2 separate regions of the Mus musculus genome follow, and region 1 is linked to region 2. A link is a contact called in public promoter capture Hi-C data. All regions are on one chromosome and are shown on one strand. The core of a region is the stretch at or near the end of the contact, and the rest is flanking DNA. Distances in the headings are between cores, read along the strand shown.

Evidence for each region. Promoter capture Hi-C pulls out the DNA fragments that hold promoters and counts their contacts.
Region 1: a promoter capture Hi-C map of liver shows a contact between it and region 2, with 5 times the contacts expected there. The contact joins two enhancer-like sites.

Annotation. Positions count from the first base shown.
Region 1 is chr11:71,011,443-71,015,880 of GRCm38.p6, forward strand. Derl2 (Der1-like domain family, member 2) reads right to left here. Exons shown (of 7, transcript NM_033562.4): 3 at 4,285-4,358; 4 at 3,108-3,201; 5 at 2,001-2,196; 6 at 1,668-1,758. Among named protein-coding and RNA genes, the nearest start is that of Derl2, 5.6 kb to the right of the region's middle. Within about 2 kb of position 1,434, at least 6 of the 459 cell types and tissues checked have an H3K27ac peak or open chromatin away from gene starts, as enhancers often do. A contact at or near this core is called in liver, where this site is marked.
Region 2 is chr11:68,870,332-68,874,530 of GRCm38.p6, forward strand. No RefSeq gene overlaps it. Among named protein-coding and RNA genes, the nearest start is that of Rnf222, 16 kb to the right of the region's middle. Within about 2 kb of position 1,665, at least 138 of the 459 cell types and tissues checked have an H3K27ac peak or open chromatin away from gene starts, as enhancers often do. A contact at or near this core is called in liver, where this site is marked.

The DNA of each region.
Region 1 (4,438 bases), core at 184-2,683, 2.1 Mb after region 2:
ATCTTTGAAAAATTAAAATTATATAGCTATTAAAAAAGTGTATACAATCACCCAGTCCCAAGTGGTCAGCCCTAAACACATCTGCATACAAGCAACACTAGATGGACTAAATAGGTGAATAGATTTTGGGTATGTCTGTATAATAATTAAAGAGGAGGTCATGACTTGAAGAGGAGTGGGGGAGACACAGAAGGAGTTGAAGGGGAGACAGGGAGAAGCAGACATGATGCAAATACAGTAATTATATAGGAAATTACCAAAAAAGTATCTAGAGAGTGAAAGACACAAGACTGCTTATCCGACAGAGAAACTGCTATGCGTAAGAAGAATCACAGAGGATTTACTTCCTTCTATTTTTTTTCTTGATGTTGTTGTTGTGGCGCACGCCTTTGATCCTAGCACTCGGGAGGCAGAGGCAGGTGGATTTCTGAGTTGGAGGCCAGCCTGGTTTACAGAGTGAGTTCCAGGACAGCCAGGGCTACACAGAGAAACCCTGTCTCGAAAAACAAAACAAAAAAAACCCCCCAAAACAAGCAAACAAAAATTCCCGTAAGATGGCCTCTTGGTATGGTAGCTAGGTTGGCGTCAAACTTTGAATTGATCAGCCTCAGCCTTCAGAGTAGATGGGGCAACAGGTATACACTAGCATACCTCACCAGCTCATTCTTTTTCTTTTTGAGATTTATTTTCCATTTTAGTTTTTTTTTTAAAGGTTTATTTACTTGTGTATTTTATGTATACGGGTATTTTGTCTGCATGTATATCTGTACACCAAAAGAGGGTATCAAATCCATGGGACTATAGCTATAGACAGTTGTTAGCATCCAGTGGGTGCTAGGAATTGAACCTGGGTCTTCTGGGGGAAGCAGCTGGTCCTGTTACCACTGAACCATGTTCATTCCTTTTTGCTTAACTATTCCACAACGCAGAGCTTATATCAAATCATTTTGTTGCCTCAATAGAGCCCATCTTCCATGTAATAATTCCCAAGAACACAACATTCTAGAGCAGAAAAAGGTCTTATAAATTAAAACTATAGCTCTAGGAACTGCAGTATAAAAGTGAAGAGATGAGCCAGGAGGTGGTGGCGCACGCCTTTAATCCCATCACTTGGGAGGCAGAGGCAGGCGGATTTCTGAGTTTGAGGCCAGTCTGATCTACAATGTGAGGTCCAGGACAGCCAGGACTATACGGAGAAACCCTGTCCAAAAAAAAAAAAAAAAAAAAAATGTGTTTCAAATTGGTAGACCAGCCAGCCAGTATAGCTTCAGGTCCAAAGCCTTTCCCTTCTGTTTCCCTGCATCTCTCCAGCACCCCCTTCGCTGATCAGAACGCTATCAGCTTGTCCTCTGGACTGTGCTGCTCATGCTGCTGTTCACGTCTCTCTACTTAGACAGCAGCTTTCACAAACCTGCAAGCTCCTCTCTGGGACACGAGTCCTAGTGGTCATTCAGGACAGTACCTGCAAGTCACCCCATGATGTCAAGAGCTCAGTAATCACAACCCTGGCCCAATCTGTTTCTGGCCAATCCAAGAGCTCCCCACTGCAGACATGTTGCTCAATCTGCAAACACTTACTGATACGAACCAGGCACTGAGAGGGCCCAAAATAAATCGCGATCATGGTTTGTCTGCATGAACCATGGAACACAGAGTTAAATACTCACAAAATAGATGGTGTTTTCAGAATTCTTATTCCACCAGGCTGATTGGGAAATATATCTTCCAAGAAAAAATATATGTGCCCAACTGCAATACCTATAATCAACCAGAAATAAAGGATAAAAGGAAGAGTCAAATTTCAAGTTTAAGTTCCCTATCATCGTATACTTTACTTAGGATAATTATTTAAAAAATATCAATGAGTTAATAGCTTTCAGATATAATTATTAAACAATCATATTAATAGCTATCTATATATAAACATAATAAACATGAAAGACAGTGACAGAATACATGATCAGGTAAAATAGTAGAAAAAGTAGTGATAAGACACTTACCCAAAAGGTCCACTATAATTGAGTTCCCCAGCAACAGGGAAAACCCCATGAGCACCCAGGGCAGGAAGGGGGCCTGGAAGTTTAGAAGACCAAAGAAGTTCATGCGGACATACGGGTTCCTTCGGCTCCACACGTAGACCAGCATTATTGTAAAGGCCTGGCCTAAAAAAACTAAGCTCACAAACAAACCAAAGAGCTAGCAAAGGGCATTAAGGGAAATATCAGCAGGAAAGCTTGGTAGGCAAGGCTAAAGCAAAGAGCTAAGGCTGCCCTTTAGCTAAGCTCTGAGTTACAAAAGCTGAGTAGTGACATTTTTAAACTAAAATTAAAAAAAGCCTGAAATTAATTACCCAAGGCATCTAGGCAGAAACTGGCTTGGGCTGAATTATCCGGATTATAGCTACTACAAACTAAAATTCTGCTCTAAAGAAAGAATTCACCCATTTTATGTATATGAGTGCACTGTCTTTATGCGCACCAGAAGAGGACATCAGATCACAGATGGTTGTGAGCCACCATGTGGTTGCTGGGAATTGAACTCAGGACTTCCGGAAGAGCAGTCAGTGCTCTTAACCGCTGAGCCATTTCTCCAGCCCTAGAATTCTGTTTCGTGATGCTCTTGCCTTTTGGGGAAACATTAATTCCTTTGACAGTACGTACAGTGAGGCTCCTTCACCACCACCACCTTTACAGGTGCTGAAGCATGCAGGCTGGAAGAAAGCCTTCTTGGCACTCGGCACTACACCTAAGTGACACACAGAACGAATTCTCTTCTTTTTAAAAACATTTGTATCAGTCTTGACAGTGACTTAATAAACGTCTTCTTACCAACCTAGTTTAAAAACGAAGTCAACTGTGAACTTACTGAGATGCTTCAAGATAATCCACCTGGGTTGAAACTTCTCGCCCAGTGGAGCTTCCTGTCCAACCTCTGGGCTGTCATGGGGGCTGTGAAATAAATGGTAGCTCCCGAGGCTACAATCTGGAGGTCTATGTTTGTGTTTGTTCAAAATATCTAGTGAATCATGGGAGACAGATGAAAAGCTTGAAGAACAGATGACAGTCTGTTCTTCAATATTTTCCTGTATGCTATTTGTTGAAGGATACAGTCATTAAAAATCCACCAAAAAGGAACATAAATACAAAGTCTGCTGTCCGACCTCGGAAAGAGCCTTCTTCTAGCATTCGACAATAACGGTATCTTAAGTTTCAAGTTAAGGAAATATTAGGAATACACATATAAAGAAGATAAAATGTAATGAACCACTGAAACATACTTGGGCTTTATACAATTTGTAAATAATCAAGCTGCTTTTCTCTAAGAATGTTTGAAGAGTAGTCTGGTTTCTGTTTTTTTTCCATCAAGCATTTTAGGCAATGTCAGAACTAGCACTATATTTTCCAAAGCCTGTCTCACTGGGATGCTAACTCACTCAAGTACTGCATGAACACCGTTCCAGTCACTCTCACATCTCTTCCGATTCGTGGTGCTCTTTCCCACACTCAGATACATGTTAATTTGCACCATACTTGGTTTGCTAATTGGGAAGAACTCCCTGCAAAGAAGCCTTGTGTGAAAACCACCTTTCCAGGCCAGGCAGGCTAAGCATCTCCATTTCCTAGTAAATAAAAACTATAATGGGAAGCCTCACATTAGAAACTTATCAGAATGATATTCTTTGCAGGAAACACAAGAAACCATTTTAGGACCTAAGTCCCACCATCCCTAACGGCTCTCTGCCTCCCACAGCCGAGCAGGAGTACCAGGTCTAAGAGGAATGACTAGCTCAGCACACCCAACTGCCATTTCACTCTTCAACTACCACGGCTTTTCCTATCTTTAACCAAACCTAAACGTGTCAAGCCAGCAGATATTCTGACACTGTCCTTTTAGCCTTGCAATCAAAACCCCCACTCTCAGAAAGCCATTCTGAAACCTGGGGAAAGTCTGCTGAGTTACCGATCTTTCACGCTGCTTCACTACTGTGCCAGCTGGTGCTGATGTTATTTTACAAATATGCCTATAATAAATCACAACTTAAGGACACTAATATCTTTTCACAGCTGGAACCTCCTGTATAAACAAGGAGTTACAAACAGTTTCAAAACATTATGATGTGATTACAAACTACAGGCCCAGGAGCCATAACTAAAATGTTATAAAAATAAACAAGAGTAATAGTTTCAACTTATAGTATATACTAAGTCTTATATGTATTAATATAATTATATACATACTATATAACCTAAAGTTTTGATGTTGACTCTATTTAATAAAGGATACAGAAAAATCATGTTAAACAAAAAATTGAATCCAACTGGACCAAAAAATAAGAAATTGGTGATTAGCCTCCAGATCTGCAGGGGGAGTCGGGTGGAGGGAATCAAGAGAAAGACACATTAAGTAAAACACATGACCAGGAAACATTTCTATCTAA
Region 2 (4,199 bases), core at 415-2,914:
TACAGCTTACTTTTATAGACTCACACTGAAAGCCTATCACTACCCACAAATCAGTTTACTTTACCAAGCCATGCATGCTACATCCACACATGGGATATGGTACAGCAGTCCAGGACAGGGTGGATATTTGTGAATCAGCATACGATGACTCAAAAGACATTAAATGCAAAGAAGTTACAGGACGGTAAGTAGAATTCAACATTAAAAAATTTATTGAAAGTGTGTATGTCAGCTGGGTGTGATGGCTCATGCCTGTAATCCTCACACTGGATGGGTGTGCACAGGAGGAGTCAGGGTTCAAGGTCAACATCATAGCCTGTCTCAAAAGCATGTGTATTTTGAGGCCAGGTGAGGTTGTTGGGAGCGGGTGAGGCTGCACACACCAGTGATTCTAGCACCCAGAAGGCAGAGGCAGGAAAATCAAGACAGACCCAAGGCCAACCTGATCTGCATAGCAAATTCTATACCAGCCAAGACTAATAGATGTGAGCCCCTGGCTCAAAGGGGACTGACTGGGGGGGGGGGGGGGGCTGGAGAGATGGCTCAATGGTTACGAGAACTTCTGTTCTTGCAGAGGGCTGGGTTTGCTTCCCAGCACCCACATGGAGGCTCACAAGTGTCTTTAACTCCAGTTCTAGGGGATTCAAGTGTCTAGTCTCTAAGGGAACCCATGGATGTGTGCACATACACACCCACAGACATACACATAAAAATAGATAAAATGTCTATGTTTGTAGGTCAAAGTGCTCATATTTGAGGATATACTTATACAAAGATTGTCAGTGTCTCTGCATGGATAGCTTGTATTTTATCAAATAAGATAGTATCATGGAAAAAGTATGTCTAGTTCCATTTAGAAAACGAAATAAAGAGAGCCCCAAGCCTTGAGAAACACAACCTCCTTACAGTGTAGGAAACACTTTCATAACCATTGTCCTACAAGCTCTGGACGAGTTCAAATAAAATAAAAATACTTCGCCATCCATAGGCAAGAAGACAGAACGAAAGAAGCCGCTGGCCCGTCAGGAGTTGAGCGATTTAGAAGCAGCCAAGACTTCAAAACAAGCCCCTCACTTGTTCAGTCCGGCATGACATCATTGCCTCACCCTGATTGTCTCTCCATCAGCCCAGATAAACTTGTCTGAACCCAAAAAGCTCCCCGCCCCTCCAAGAAATACTAGCAGGCGGCCAGGAAATAAAAACCAAATCAAGGTGATCAGGATCCAGATGAGGGAAGATAACTGTGTTTTCAGAAAAAAGGCACCATAGCAAATGCCTAGTGTCACCTATCACAGGGACATAATGGCATTCATCCTAACTGGCCACCATATGGGCAGAAAGGGTTCTCAGACACCAGAAGCCTCCACTCTGGTGTCTCTCAGGCCACGCCCAAGCCCCCCACCCATTCCTTCCCCTCCCTCACTCCAATCCCCCAAAGTTGCAAGGCACCTGGTCCTGGCTCCTCAGCTGATCTGGTTCACAGCAGCACGTGGGGACCACCCGGGGCCAGCTGGGAAAAAGCAGAGGTCAACAGGAAGAAGGAGACTCAATCATGTCTGACAAAAGAGACTCTGGGACAGGAAGTGAGTTTGAGCCAGGAAGGCTGGGGCCTGCTGTCAAGTAGTGAGGCAACCCTGCCAGCCTTGTTACTCAGCTGGAGTTGAGCAAGACCTGGGAGCTTGGGCAAGGGAGTAAGAAATGCCAGTCATAGCTTCAAGGCTCTCCACCTCTGCTGTCTGCGTGTGAACGGCTGCTTCTGGTCCTCTCACCCACTTCTCCCCTCTGTCCCTAAGGACGAATGAACGCTGGCTAACTAATTTAGTGGAGGAGACAAACAGGTGCCAATGTTTTTATGTCTACGCCGGTGCAATAACACAGCAAGTAAGAGCTCAAATTAGGGGTTCGTGGGTGTGGCTCAGTGGTACTCTACTTGCCCAGCCTGGGTAAGGCCCTGGGCTCTGTGGCCAGTGCTCAAAACCAAAACAAACCAGAGAGAGAGAGAGAGAGAGAAGAGAACACAATCTTAAAGGCAGAGAGCTTAGACTTTTCATCCTTGAACCTCGTTTTCCCTCTTAGGAATTGGAGCTAACACCAGTGCTGACTCCTGCCACTGTTTGCCGCTCAGATGGGATAATGTGTATAACTACCTCCATATAAATCCCAAGATCCAGTGAGTCCCTTGAGCTGTCAGCATTGTCCCCTTCCTGCCTTTCCAAGGCTGGTCCATTCCCTAAGTCTTTATCAGATCACGTAAGCCATCCACGTCTCTTGCCTCCACAGTGACTGCCGTTCTCCTGTGCCCATTAGTCTTACCAAATAGAACAGGAGCCATTAGTAAAAGTGGGCACGGATAACACGTTAAAGTTATTGCCTGCTCCTGTCTAGTCTACAAATGTCCGTCTTATGGAAAACAAAATAACAATGCCTTATCTGTTGTTAACAACACAAAACAAGAAGCTTCCCTGGGAAGTCATTTCCCATAGGGGTGTCTTTATTCTCAGAGAAGGCAGGTTTTGTACATACTTGTCTCTAATAGGTGCCTAGGAGGGGCCAGCAAGTACTGGAAGTTAGTCTATAAATATTTGTGGCTCTCAGTGATCTGATGGAAACATGGCCCTATTTAAACCCAGTCCTAAACTGTGAACTGACCTCAAGGGGACAGGATACCTCAGACAGATAGGCAGACATGTAAGGTTACAGAGAGAGGGGTTTACTATAGAACTTACTAAGGAAGTATAGTCTTGAGTGACAGTAAAAACTATAGCTGGCAATCTGGGTCAGAAAGAGGAGTATACTTGTGGGCTGGGACAAAAGTGACTTCATCCTGGCTGGAACATACCTGGTATCTCATAACAAAATATCAAAGAGTCGGGTGTATTCCTGGGGCCAGGGTCTGGTTGTTCAAAGCCCCATATTTGACTTTAATGGTTTTATCTAGTTGTGGTTTGCTGGGAGACCATACAGGAAAAACCGGCCAGGGTTACTCAGGGGCAATCACGGTGGCTATGACTCAAGATGGCTGTGGTCATGTCAAACAAACCCATACCGAAGCACACAGACAAGCTGTACCTGAGCTGAGGGACCCACTGCAACAGGACTAGGGTTTTGCAGGTTGAGGCAAAGCTTTTCATGAAAGCAAGACAAGGCCCCCTGGGCATACTTTAAAAGTGGTTCTCACAATCCCAGAAAGCTCTGAAAGATGGGAAAGGCGTGTGTGCCTAGTCAGGTGATGCTGTGCATTTAATCCCAGCACTTGGAAGGCAAAGGCAGGCAGATCTGAGTTTGAAGCTAGCCAGGTCCACAAAGTGAGTTCCAGAACACGTAGGGCTACACAGACACGCCCTGGAGAGAGAGAGAGAGAGAGAGAGAGAGAGAGAGAGAGAGAGAGAGAGAGAGAGAGAGCTGAAAACTGCCAAGCTGCCTGAAGGCCTCCATCATCTCCACCTCCAGATGAAACCTGCTTAGCCTGCTAAACTCAACTCCCCCTCAAATCATGTTTATCACCTGCTGACCAATAGCCTGGCCCCTGGCTCTCTGCCCCCATCTCCCTGACCCCCTTCTCAGATGATGACGGTCCTGACAGCTGAGATGGCCTCTACTTGATGAGGACCCAGTCCTTGCTTCCTGCAGCATACCTCTCCACCAGAACTGTTCATCTGGCTCCACTCTCCAAGCTTCATCGAGCTTTACTGTGTGCTAGGCACTGGGTGGGGTTTAACCCATTCTGATTTAACGTCAAGACACTCTGTAAGGCCAAGGGTATTCTCATTTACAGATCTGAAAACTGAGCCCCAACATGTTCACAAAAATTGCCCAAGGAGACACCACTCAGTTGATGGATTCAAAGTAGCCATTTGCATTTATCTATAAGATTGTGTTAGGGCTGGAGAGTTGGCTCAGCAGTTAAGAGCACTTGCTGTTCTTCCAGAGGACTGATGCTCAGTCCAGCCCCGACATAGTGGCTCATAACCCCCTGCATCTTCAACTCAGCCCTCTGTGGCCTCTGAAGGCACAAGCAACACACAACAACAACAACAACAACAACAACAACAACAACAACAATGAAAGGAAAACAGGTGGTGGTGGTGCAAGGCTTTATTTAATCTCAGCACTGAGGCATATCTCTGTGAGTTTAAAGCCAACCAGATTTACAGAACTAGTTCCAGGATAGCCAAGGCTAAAGAAACCCTGTCTCAAAA